Regions from separate parts of the Zea mays genome. Here region 1 is linked to region 2. Evidence: chromatin contacts called from public Hi-C data. All regions are on one chromosome and are shown on one strand. Each heading gives the region's core, a stretch centred on a gene start, on an enhancer-like site or on the middle of the called end of the contact. The rest is flanking DNA. Distances are from core to core; before and after follow the strand shown.

Region 1 (6,433 bases), core at 956-3,455, 390 kb before region 2:
GTGAAGTCGGAGATGCTCGTACCTTGTGTTGAGCTCGGCAACGATGACTTTAGATGTGCTTTGTGTGTAGGGTTGCCACTGCTTGTGTTGTTTGGGTACTTTGTGTAGGTTTTAGGTCCGGTTTTCCTTAAAACTGGATCAATTCTAATTTTCTTCCTAATGGAAAGACAGAGCTTTTACCATTACGTTAAAAAAGTCGAATATGGACATTGACTTATTGAATTCATATATTTTTAGCGAGCAACGGAACTTAGCTACAAACATACAATATTTAGCTTCCAACTATTACTCTTTTAACATTTAATGCGTGGTGCAGTGATGATCTCCGTCGGCCTAGTTCTCGAAGCTGCCCTGCTTTGCTGTAAACTAGAACCTGAAGCAGGAAAGTAGCGGACACGGTTGGCAGCGGTTGATGGTGAGCACGTCGGAGCTGTAGGTCCCCGGCATGGTGAAAGTTCATTTTCATCACGAGAGAGGGAGAGAGAAAAAAATACACTACTGCTCCGGCAGGGGGGCGCCTTGTTTACCGTGACAGAGCCAATTGTTTAGTTATATAGCGTGAGCTCACGAATGAAACATCCTTTCCGTTAAGTATGAAAGAACAGAATGTGGTTAATTACTGGTTGCTGGTGCTATGCCCATTGATTTGCCCCAAGTAAAACAAACTAGTCTTACAACAGACACAGCTAGCGAAGGCTACAATTAGATAATAATAACTGCACACATGCGAATTAATAGCGCCACTGTAGTATCTAGCGTCGTCGGAGAGAGGCAGTTTCTTAAGACTCTCCAAGTCAAACCTTGCAATCATTTGCATCTTCACGGCTAGTTGTCGCACCATTGACTGCTTTCGGCGGTCGATTGCATCTGCTGTAAATGCAGTACACAGCGATCTGAAGAAGTCCAGTTAAACACCCGGCGCCGTTTGGTGCCTTCGTTCAGAACGAAGCAAAGTTGATCAGCAAATTAAAGCAAAGGCAGAACAGTAGACAGTAAATCCAGATTGCGTGCATATGTATATATATATATATACATATAATTACCGTAAGATAGGGATCCCTTCCTAGGATGCCGTACAGCATCCATGTAAAACTGGTCAGCAAGGAGAACAACGACAGGTAGAAAGGCATGAACTCCACGCTCTTGGTCAGGATGACTTGCTTCTGCAATTGTGCATGGTGGGGAGGACAAAAAAACAAAAACAGAACATGGTGAGCTAGTAATTAATTCAAAAATTTGCAATCCAAGATTAGAAGCCCTATTTTCATTCAGAGTTTTAGCTAGCCTTCGTATTATCAAAATTTGCAATCCAAGCTAGATTCTGTGGTAACTGATCATAGATATACGAGTACTCACCACGGCTACAAGCGGAGCGCTGTACATGGATATGGAGGTGACTATACCAATGCTACCAACAAATTGCTTGCGCATATGGTGCGTGTGGAACACGAAGCTTGACAAGGATACGATGACGCAGAGCGTTGCCACAACCAGAGACACCATTAGGACGACAGATTTCTGCAAATTAAAGGCCGGCCGGCAAATAATGTTCTGATGATGATGATGATGATGATGAGCAAACCATATGCATGTATAATTCTGATGCTCTCCGACTCCGACGGCGTGTACCTTTTTGTCTCTTGGCGCAAACCACACGTATACGACGACGAACGAAGCTTCGAAGAGCACTCCGACGGCGCACGTGCCGAAGAGCGACAGGTTCTCCCACCCGTCACTGACGATGGGGAAGCCGTACCAGCCCCAGGTGAAGGCGCTGAAAAGGGCGAGGATGTATGGCACGCACGAGAACTCCCCAACGCTGGCCTCCTTCACCACTCTCTTAAACGTCAGCCTGCAAAATTAATTGTTTGTTTGTTCGTTTGTTTTTACATGAACGCAGGATCGGAGAACTCATGCTCGATCAGGAAATGCATATGCATGCATGGTCTAGTGATTATTTACACTGGAACCGCGTAGAGGAGCACACAGACTACAGATCCTGCGAGAAATTAAAGAAAAACATCAGCAGCAGGGGTCGTACGTACGTACGTAGATTCAGACAGAAAATCGATCAAGTACCGTACCTATGATTCCAACTATGACGCGGATGCTAGTAACCATTGTTGCTTGCGTGCTCTGAGATGAGATGATGATCGAGTCGTCTCTTTGACGACGACGACGCAAGATCGAGGATCAGGATTATTGTGGCTGGTTCATTTGCTAGCTGTGTGATAATGGCGTGGTGGCCTATTTATATATAGCGCATCGAAAGGAATGTGCTGAGCTCGAGACAAGGGTATGCTCAGGCCACTATGTCTGCTCTAGAAAGAATATATTAGTACGTACGTACGTGCGGCCTGCCTTTCCGCTGTTGCTAAGAAAAATGATGAGTCTCCTATGCTCAGTTTGGTTTCTTTATTCTTTAGTTCAGGGACTAAAGTTTAGGTACGAGACTAAATTAGTTTAGTCCCTACACTGTTTAATTTTAGGGACTAAAACTATTCAAAACATATTAAATAATAAATCATAAGAGGACTAAAATATCTTTTAGCATTCTCTCATCATTGTGCAACTGAAATAAAGAAGAAACAAGAAGTAGAATATTTATATGGTTTAGACCCTTTTAGTCATCTCTTGAGGGACTAGAGACTAATATAGTTTATAGTCCAACCGTTTGATAATTTTTAAGAACTAAATGAGACTAAAATGGATAGACTACTCTTTAGTCCATCAAACCAAACAGTCCCCTTTAGTATAGTGCAGACAGACAAGGTACGTAAGGTCTTTCATCTGCTGTGAGCTGGTATGTATCAGTAGCTACAAGTTCCGTGTGTGAGCCTCGAGAGAGAATAATATAATCACGAGAGAACGGGCCGGGACCCTCTCTTCGTACAGAGAAGAGATAGACACATCATCGTAGGGTGCGTAGAGGGATACTGCAGATGTTATTTAGGATATATTTATGGATATCCAAACATTCCGTAAATATGAAATGTAGACCTGGCCTGATAGTTTTTCTCGGTGTCAGGTATTAATGTAACTAAGGCTCTGTTTGTTTGCTTTCAGGATCGTATAATCCAGCTTATGGATTATGGATTATATGTAAATATAGTGGTCTGCTTATAGATTATCATAATCCATATATATTTAGATTATATAATTCACCTAATAATCTGATCTATGTTGTTTATTTGTTTCTTAATTTATTTAAACTAGATTATATAATTTAGAGGGTAAACAAACCAGACTGGACCGAGAAGAATGGCAGTAAGGCAGATATTAATTATTGGATACCCAGTCGGATAATCACTAGTACTACTGAACGTCGGTTAAATTTACATCGAGTCAAATGCACTAACCATTATATTGGTGCTCGTGTACTTCTGGGTCCCAATAAAATCCCAGTAGATCTACGTCACCCTCGTACTAGTCGTGTAGGCATTTCTCTAGCTGACTTGGAATTGCCACTATGGCGTGGCGTACATTTAACACCTCGCGTATGCATGTGAGAGGAGGGTAGCAGAGCAGCGATGGCTTCGTCGGCGGTAGTGTCCACTCGTAGCATGCATGTGGCGGCGGCGGGGGCGGCCAGCTAGCAATGAGCGCTCGTGCGTGGTGCGGCATGCATGCTGCATGCATGGCCTACACAACCACTGCACGATGTAATGTAAGTGCTCGTCTCGTCGTGTGGCATCGATCCAAGAGGGTACGGTGTTGGGACCTTCGTCTTCGAAGGTCCTCAAAAATATGATTTAACAATATTTTCCGAGTATTATATATGAACAGGTATCTTCGAACTCGAATCAGAACTACACAGAGTGAGAAGCAGGAACATCACGAAGGATGACACGGCGCCGAAGCTACACACAAGGGAGCTTCGGCATGACGGCAAAAAAAAGGAACCGATTTAAAAGTGAAAAGACTATTCAGACCTCGGTGGATTACTTTAGAGTCACTAGCAAATGTAAAGGGCACGAATGTAATTTCACATGGGCTGCGTCCCGTGCCTATAAATAGCGTGAACAGTACTCCCGTACTGTTCACGCTGACTTGGCATTTGCTTTTTGCGTCACGCTTTCTTTGTCTTCTGTCAAGCCGAAGGTACTAGATGTAACTCAATATTGTATTTATATTCATTGGCAATTATATAAAGAAAAATATATATATGATAATGTTATATAATTCTTCACATTGTTTCTTATGTTTTGCATGCTTCGTTTGTTGTTATTATGTATATATATATATATGTTGAGATGATGAAGGTATGTCCTTCATGTCCTTCGTCCGGAAAGCATTATATCCTTGGGGAAATAATGCTTCGAAGGACGAAAGTCATTAACAAATAATCTGTTTTTGTGTTGCCTTGTTCTTAATTCATAGCATTTGAGAACAAGTCCCCGGCGTCCACCTCCGGTGAACCTTTTTTCGACCACCTTCGGCAAGCACTGATCCTCGTCATGCCGCCGAAGAAAGCTTCAGCGACAGGGGCTGCTGCATTACAGCCACTGGACCCAAATCAGGAGAACCTTTCTCTCCGAGAGGCCCAAAGCCAGAAGAGGAAGGCCACTAGCCCAACACTTCAGGAGGAAGAGTTGGACCAAGAAATCAGAAACATGGAGATACTTCATCAGCAAGTATAAAGGAACAAGGAGAAGATGGCCCGACTAGCTGATCTTCAAAGGCAGATTGATGAAGCCACTGAAGAAGTACGCCATCTTGCTCAAGACGAACAAGAACGAAGGCCCCAATATAGGGAGCTTCATCAAGAAGGCTTCTTCAACGAGGATGGATGGTATCATGATTTTTATCATGGAAATTTTGCTTTTGATAATGCTTCTCCTCTGTCAGCAGAACTGTAGGCTACCCCATGGCCCTCATCATACAAGCCACCCCAGCTCCCCATGTATGATGGGCACTCAGATCCGAAGCAGTTTTTGATGAACTACGAAGCAACCATATCTTCATATGGGGGCAATACTGTAGTCATGGCGAAATCTTTTGTTATGGCAGTCAAGAATGTTGCGCAAACCTGGTACTCCTCTCTTCGGTCAGGAACAATCACATCATGGCAGAAGCTGAAGGACATGCTGATCACCAGTTTCCAATGGTTTCAAACGAAGCCCGTTACTGCTCAAGCTTTGTTCCAGTGCACGCAAGACCACGAAGAATATCTCCAGGCGTATGTCTGAAGGTTCTTGCGCTTAAGGGCACAAGCACCAACTGTGCCCATTGAAATCGTCATTGAGGCCATGATCAAAGGGCTTCGGCCAGGACCTATGGCCCAATACTCGCCAGGAAGCCCCCTTAGACTCTAGAGAAGTTGCTCCAAAAGATGGATGAATACATCCGGGCTGACAATGACTTTCGCCAAAGAAGGGAGGAAGCCTACAGGTTCTCTGAGATGACCAGGGGCTTCGGAGGAAGAATCCACCCAAGGCATGTCAGGTCAATTCCCTCCACCCAGAATGATGACAGAGGAAGTCAGCTGCAGAAGTCACAATATACTTCATAATCTTCGGGGCAGCAACAAAGCTCTTTCCGGCCGTCAGCTCCAAGAGGCAGAGGCACTAGGGGCTTCGGAGGAAGATTTGGGGATCAGCCCAGAAAAATTTATTGCTTATTCTGTGGTGAGGACAAGGGCCATACTATAAGGATGTGCCATGTCACCATTCAGAAACAAAAGGAAATAGCAGAAGCTGCAACTCAGCAGAACCAGCCGAAGCAGGTCATGCACACCGCTTCGTATCACTCACCCTACATACCAGAGTATGTGGGTAACCATCCTGCAGCTTCTGTTGCTTCGACTAGCCAGCCATAGGCGTCTTGGCCACAGCTTCCGCCTCCGCCACCACTACAACATGCATATTCACGAGGCTAGCAGCCAGAAGGGAGCCAACAGACCTATCAGCAGCGAGATTTCAAGGAGGAGTCCGAAGCTCGCATGGCCAACAGCACTGTGCCAGAGTCGAAACACATCTACTGAGAGATATCCTACCATTGAAACAGTTTTACATTCATTGTCATTTTCATCTTTAATAAGAAACAATTATTGTAAACTTAGTTTTCTTGCCATTTCCAATTTTTTGTAATAGCTTCGTTCTTGCCATAGTGAAATATATCTCCTCCACAGACCCACGAAGCTAAAAAATTACTAAAGTTCAAAAGTCGTTCCTAAGGAACACAGCGTAGGTTTGCCGAAGCTACAAAAAGTCCGTTGGGGGCCTTCGGCTTCCGAAGGTCCTCAAAAATATGATTTGACAATGTTTTCCAAGTGAAATATGTGAACAGGTATCTTCGGAATTGGGCCACGAGTATACAGGAATCTGGTCAAGATGAAGCTTGAATAGGACGAAAGGCGATCATAACGAAGGATAAGATGATCACGAAGCTATGCGCAGAAAAAGCTTCGGCATGACAGCAGAAAAGGGGAACC
Region 2 (6,558 bases), core at 993-3,492:
TTCAAGGAACTTAAGTAGTAACGCTTAGCAACGATATGACTTCCAGTTTCAGTTTTGGCTCCTTTTATGAGAAGCTATAAGCTTCTTTGCCGATCCAAACTATCAGAAATCCAACTATGGGCATACCTTACAGTATAACAGCCCGTGTACTGGATCAGCTGATAAGATAGTATATATGTCATAATCCAGCTACAATCAAGAAGTTTTTAACAATGATAGAAGGTTATCTACTCACCTACACAGAATGACAGGGAACCAGTATTCTGGAACTATGTCCCAAAGCTTCACTTGAAGGCCACCGGAAACATATCACCACCAGTTTGGAGAGGAGATGATAATGCAACCGTAAGTATGTACTACTAAAATGATCAAGGCCTTATTTTGCAATTGTAGGGCAACTAATTGCCCATGCTATTAACCAACTCATCGGGGAAGGACTGCTATATAGTCCAAATACTAATTATTCTATAACCAAAAATCAACAATACTACCTGAACTAAACCACCAAACCTCCGTTAGCCTTAAATCAGTCACTCCAACTAATCCCAATCATCCCCAAATACCGAAGCATAATCCAATTTGATCAGCACATCCAAGTCCAAATACTATTTGATTGAAACCCTTCTACTCCTACTTCACAAAGGCGCCGTTTCCCCACCCCGGACATCTCAAAAGCTCAACCGAATCGAATAAAAAATCGAAGCTCCGTACCGTGAGGTGGCCCATGGGCTCAGGCGCAGGTGTCGGGGCAGGTGCCGCGTCAGTTGGGATCTCGGAGCGGAGCGGCATGAAGGCCACCTCCGGCGACGGGTTCGAGGCCGCGGGCCCGGAGAGGAGCGGGTACCGGACGCCGACGAAGGATAAGAGCTGGAAAGCAGAACCTGAACAAGGAAGCCGATCCACCCCACCACCGCCCGCCACACCTGCGACGCCGCCTTCTCCCGCTGCTGCTGCGCCGTCGCCGCCGCGGTCGGCGAGTACACCTCTGCCGCCACCATAGACGACAGAGACGAGCTGTCACGCCACGTGGAGCTTCCGATCCGGGAGGCTGGAGACCGGGAGGACGGAGGGAAGTCGAGGACAGAGGGATGGCGAGGCCAGAGGCAATCGGAGGAGGAGGTGGTGTCATGGTGGTCGGTCTCCGCGCTCGCGCCCGTGTGCGTGGTGTTTTTGCGGGTGGTGGGAGCGGCGGCGGTGTGGGGAGGAGAGTCGGGGGGAGGATGGACGGCGGCGTGGGAAGGCCGGAGCCGTTGCCGACGACGGCGCGAATGAAGCCTGATGGAGGATCTAGCTGTCGAGGAAGAGGGGAGCGGAGAGAGGAGCAGTTGCGATCGAGGGATGGAGGAGGCTTGAAGCGGAGGCGACGAGACGGACGGTGATGATTTGACGCATATAGATGGACGATGCAGATTGGCTGAAGGCAGAATGAGGTGGAGGCAGACTACCCTTACAGCCTTAATATAGTAGTATATATATGTTTTTTAATAACTAGTTCCAACTATATGGTGCAAGAGACTGCCTATGTAATCTGTGTTTGATGGTAATGGCTATGAATGAACTTGAAATGTTGGCATGATATTTGTCATCACATGACATGTTACTGCTCAAAGAATATAGTTGTCATTTGGAACCGAAGAAATTGTGTGTACCGAGTGTGTGGCTCTCAGTACATGATATACTTGATTTTAGACAGTGTTTGAGAATATTTTAATAACGGCCTGCACATTTGTCCAAGGGCTGAGCGTAGGCGGACAACCTTTTTTTTAGCTGCGGACAGGCTGTTACGAGCGAGCTGAGCGGCTATTTTCATCCAGGGGCAAAAGTGTCTGATCAAGAACTAACGTTGCAGTAAAATAGTTTTATGTTTCAAATAACCTCCTAAATAGCATTTTATCTATAAAAAAATGTTTAAGAATGATGTAATAGCGAAGCGTGTTCACCTGATGTCATTTGGTCGAAGTCTGGTTTTCATTTTTTTTGACACGAGGAGAACTTCATTTCTATTACTTTTATAACAAAAATATATTATTGTTCGTCGAAACTAAAGTTTTGCAGTCAGAAGCATGAAGCAAACTGTCAGACGACCTCGTAGACCGACCCCCTGATTCAGAGAGCCAGCACACAGGAAAGCCCACCAACAGAACAATTAACCAGAGGTCCAGAGCTACTACCCAAAAGCCCTGTTTTCATAATGATATAAATCCATATTTGTCCCAGCGAAGGCACACAGCCGCCGCCATTTCTTCATCCTCCCATCTCCTGATCTCCATCTCCATCTTCTTCGCAGCGCCGGCGATCCATCTTCCGCTGCCTCCCTTCCTCGCGCTCGGGCTCTCAGTGACGGCATCAGCGGTTTCCCCTCCCGCCTCTCGCCAGTCGCATCACGCCCCCGCCTCCGGTCCACCGCACACCGGCCGGTGACCCTACGTGCGTACCCCCTCTCTCTGTCTCCTCCCGCCTCCGGTGGATCGTCAACGGCGCCCGGCCCCGGCGGCTGCGCCGTGCGCGGTCTGAGGGCAGGAGCCAGCAGCCGCTACTCGACCAAGGCGGTCGCGCCGCTTTGGGAGCGCTTATGCCCCACAGCGACGCGTTACCCGTCTTCTTAGCGCTTCAGCGCGCTGAAACGTGCGCTTAGTGCTGTTTGGTTTAAACCGTGTGTAGAGGGGCTAAATGACCGTTTTGGTGAACAGTGACTGTCTCATGATTTTAAGAATCTTGTTGCTGTGATATGTTGTCGGGGTGCCCATAAAGTTTACTTAAGGTCTGAGTCTGAGTTAAGCTATGACATTTCAGAAACATAGCTTTGGTTTAGATTTTGGTTCAGGGTGCTTGTTAATCTAATATCTTTGTAGTTGTTAATGATTCTGTTTTACAGTACTAGCGGCAGTATTGTTCTCTCTCTCTCTCTTTATTTAACTATTGTCATGATTTGACATTTCAAGTCCTAACAATACTCATATGTGCCGTCAGATTACTTGCTAATCTTTCTTGAGGGCAGATGGCCGTTTCTTTTGCAAATGTCAACGCCGAGGCAGGGCTGAAAAAGCTTGATGAGTACCTTCTCACTCGCAGCTACATCACTGGGTATGTGATTGGAGCTACTCTATTTGCACAATGGTCATAACATTTCTACTGAACTTATGCTGCATTAATGTTTCTCTAGCTACCAAGCTTCCAAGGATGACCTGGCTGTCTACTCTTCATTTTTGGCTGATCCCTCATCCAAGTATATCAATGTAGCAAGGTGGTTTAATCACATTGATGCACTCCTGAGGCTGAGGTATGCCCTTCTTGGCCTTTATGTTTCCTAGGTATCCCGTTAGCAGTGAGTGTGCTAATAATCCATACTATTTCAGTGGAGTTACCGCAGAGGGCCTAGGTGTTAAGGTTGAGCCATCAGCGGTTCCTTCAGCTTCAATTCTTGATGTTGCTGATGGACAGGTATAAATTCTTAACTCTTATTTTGGGTGAAAACTAAATGAACTGAAGTGTTGCGCCCATTCTTTGTGATTTTCGGCTGAAAATTGTTAGTCGTTTAATATGTTCACATAATTTGTTTGTGATGATTGCTGACTTGAATTATTATTGTTTACTAAAGCTATCAACCATGTGGTTCAATATCTGAGATATGAATCTCTGACTTACCCAGTTTAGTCACTGAAGTGCATTTCTAATAACCACAGGCCCCAGCTGCTGACGAGGATGACGATGATGATGTTGACCTTTTTGGCGAGGAGACTGAAGAGGAGAAGAAGGCTGCTGAAGAACGTGCTGCGGCTGCCAAGGCTTCTGGCAAGAAGAAAGAATGTATGTCAGTGTGCATAGTTTCTGTTTTATTCTCTCAATCACACACCCTTGCTATTGCTATATTGTTGTTGAGGCTTTGTTTCATACCCAAAAGCTTTAAAGCATGGTTCTAACCTTTCCATACCTTGTCAGCTGGGAAATCGTCAGTTTTACTTGATGTGAAGCCATGGGACGATGAGACTGACATGGCCAAGCTCGAGGAAGCTGTTAGGAGTGTCCAGATGGAAGGACTGCTTTGGGGCGCATGTATATTACCTCAGTTTTCACACACACAGAATTTTGTGAATCACACATTTGTTTGACCATTTAGTTATGTTTCTGATGCGAACATTTACTGCCCTTTGCAGCCAAGCTTGTCCCAGTTGGATATGGCATCAAGAAGCTGCAAATCATGATGACCATTGTCGATGACCTTGTCTCTGTTGACACTCTCATCGAGGACCATCTCTGCGCTGAGCCAGTGAGCGAATACGTCCAGAGCTGCGACATTGTCGCCTTCAACAAGATCTGTAAGTCATTCATCACTTAATCCTTACAGCTGCAGTAGCATAACTAGGACCATGCAACCTACTCATTATATTGGTCTGTCATGCAACCTACTCATTATACTGGGTTGTCCAGTTGTAAACTTTTCTGCTCTCAATGTGTTGATAACTTTTGGTCAATCCTGTTGTGTTGCAGAAATTTCCTTGTGATGGTGGCAATGGTGGTTGGTGGGCACTGTACCAGCCTAATTTATAATTTTCCATGAGCATCTTCAAGAGTTTTTCTAAATTATCATTTGGAGTCATTTACATAAAAAGCACTTTCTATATCTTTTTAATCTCAACAACTTTTCTATATCTTGTTTGCACCCTGGAGAGCTATTTACGTTTTCTATCTTTAGCTAGCGAGAAACCTGGATGGCTGGAATAGAAGATAACTATATTTAGACAATACTTTAAATAAGCTGTTGGAAGATAGTAATTCTTGTGTGATCGGATGCATAATGCCTTGGTCTGGCTGGTTGGAGGTGTATCACTCTGGAGCATGTTCGGTTCTGTTTATTTCAGCTTTTTTTAGCTTATGCCTATCAAAATCTGCCACAGAATGTCAAACGTTGAGCTTTTTCAGGTAGGTACTATAAAAATAGATTTAGTAAAGAGCATCTAAAATCAACATAAACACATAATCAAACAAGTCCTTATAATAGTAGAAATTCATCACTTTCTATATTGAACATATTTATCTTTTTCCACACGTACGCTAGATTTTTTATAGTTAAATTCTCTGAAAAAGCTGGTTAGAAAAAAGCATCTCCCATGTCGTATGCTCATGCAAGCTTTCTGATCGCCCAAGCCTCCATGACGGCAAGCTTCCTGATCGCCCAAGCCTCCATGACGAATGTGTGAATCAGAAACCAACGTCTAAAAACCCCATCAATCTGCTGGACAAAAGAACTCTGTTGGTACCCGTTTAGGTGAACAAGTAGATCCAACGGGGAAGTGGAGTGAGTGTTTGTAAACGGGGAAGTGGAGTGAGTGTTTGTAAAGTTCAACGAGGGACAACAATTGCTCCATTAATCCGGCCTCTAAGGACACTGTACGAGGGTATTTATAGGTACCCGAGTGTCCAACGTCCCAAGGCAAGAACGTGTATGTCCTCGGGTACCTGGACTATCCCCAAAATACTCATAAAGGGAGGTTGCAGACCGTCATTACAAAAAAGCTATTACAGATGAGGCTCGTAACATGCTTGTCCACGCGGAGCCCGTTACAGTGGGCCGAATTCCACGCGGGCCTCCGGGCGAGATGAGGACGCATGACTAGCAGACTTCGTCGGAGTCTTGCCTTCGTCTTGCAATGAAGAGGACGAAGGGCAACTGCGCCGATCATCGCGCCTTCGTTGGAGTAGCGAGGTGACGAAGGCTTCGCGCGAAGGGTAGCGTCTTCGCCTTCGCCTTCGCCCCAACATTTGTCCTCTGAGGGACCAGTTCGACTGAGTCATCTGGTGCCAAAGACGTCGCTAGATGGTGGAGACGCTGCCCTCGCTCGAAGTGGTCCCGCGGGGTTTTTGAGGTGATCTTTGATGGACGTGGCACTGTTGGACTGCGGGTTTCTCGAAGCGCCGCGCCGTGTGTATAAAAAGGACGGCGCGGCTCGGGCTGACTCTTACCTTTGCGCGTGCCGGAAAACCCTAAGCTTTTGAAACTGCTCTCTCGCTCGCCTGCCCTCCTTGTTCCTCTGCATCGGAGATCTGGCCCGCGTCAAGCAAACCACGTGCCGCCGCCGCCGACGGTACGTAGCGATGTCGTCTTCTTCCTCATCTGCTGCAAATGCGTCACCGGTAGATTCGTCGTCCGAAGATACCTTGAGCAATGTGGCGATGATGGAGTTACAGCCGGGCCACACGGTGGAGTTCGAGTTTTCGAGGATTTCCTCGGTTCGCGTGCAGGATATGCAGCAGTTGAGGTATTTTGGGAACGATGTTGGGCGCGTCCCGGGGGCAGAAGAGATTCCCGAGCCTGAGGGCGAGTTAGTCGTGTTTGAGGCGTTCTTCATCGCCGTCCTTCGCCTCCCTGCGCATCGTTTCGTGGCGGAGGTCCTGCAGAGGTTTGAGGTCCAGGTCCACCAGTTGACATCTAACGCCGTGGTGGCCCTGGCGAAGTATGTCTGGGCGGTGACTTCGTACGACAGCCAGCCTTCTGTAGAGGTCTTCGCCAAGAATTACTGTCTACACTGGCAAAAGAGAAAGATTGGGAGTGAGATTGCA

What was found. Hi-C and Micro-C count contacts between places; a contact is called where the count stands out from the background.
Region 1: a Hi-C map of ear shows a contact between it and region 2, with 4 times the contacts expected there. The contact joins the promoter of LOC100502227 here to the promoter of LOC100283380 in region 2. A contact is called at or near these places in 2 of 25 Hi-C or Micro-C datasets (ear and tassel).

The regions. Positions count from the first base shown.
Region 1 is chr8:115,069,917-115,076,349 of Zm-B73-REFERENCE-NAM-5.0, reverse strand. LOC100502227 reads right to left here and starts at 2,205. Exons shown (of 6, transcript NM_001196704.1): 1 at 2,085-2,205; 2 at 1,963-1,999; 3 at 1,630-1,852; 4 at 1,357-1,518; 5 at 1,044-1,163; 6 at 611-932. The coding sequence starts at 2,121. The coding sequence ends at 795.
Region 2 is chr8:114,681,824-114,688,381 of Zm-B73-REFERENCE-NAM-5.0, reverse strand. LOC100283380 (elongation factor 1-delta 1) reads left to right here and starts at 2,242. Exons shown (of 8, transcript NM_001156281.2): 1 at 2,242-2,427; 2 at 2,971-3,084; 3 at 3,164-3,280; 4 at 3,357-3,441; 5 at 3,684-3,807; 6 at 3,940-4,053; 7 at 4,155-4,316; 8 at 4,489-4,901. The coding sequence starts at 2,999. The coding sequence ends at 4,490. It overlaps LOC103635722 (a long non-coding RNA gene), which reads right to left and starts at 272. Exons shown (of 3, transcript XR_557580.2): 1 at 236-272; 2 at 127-158.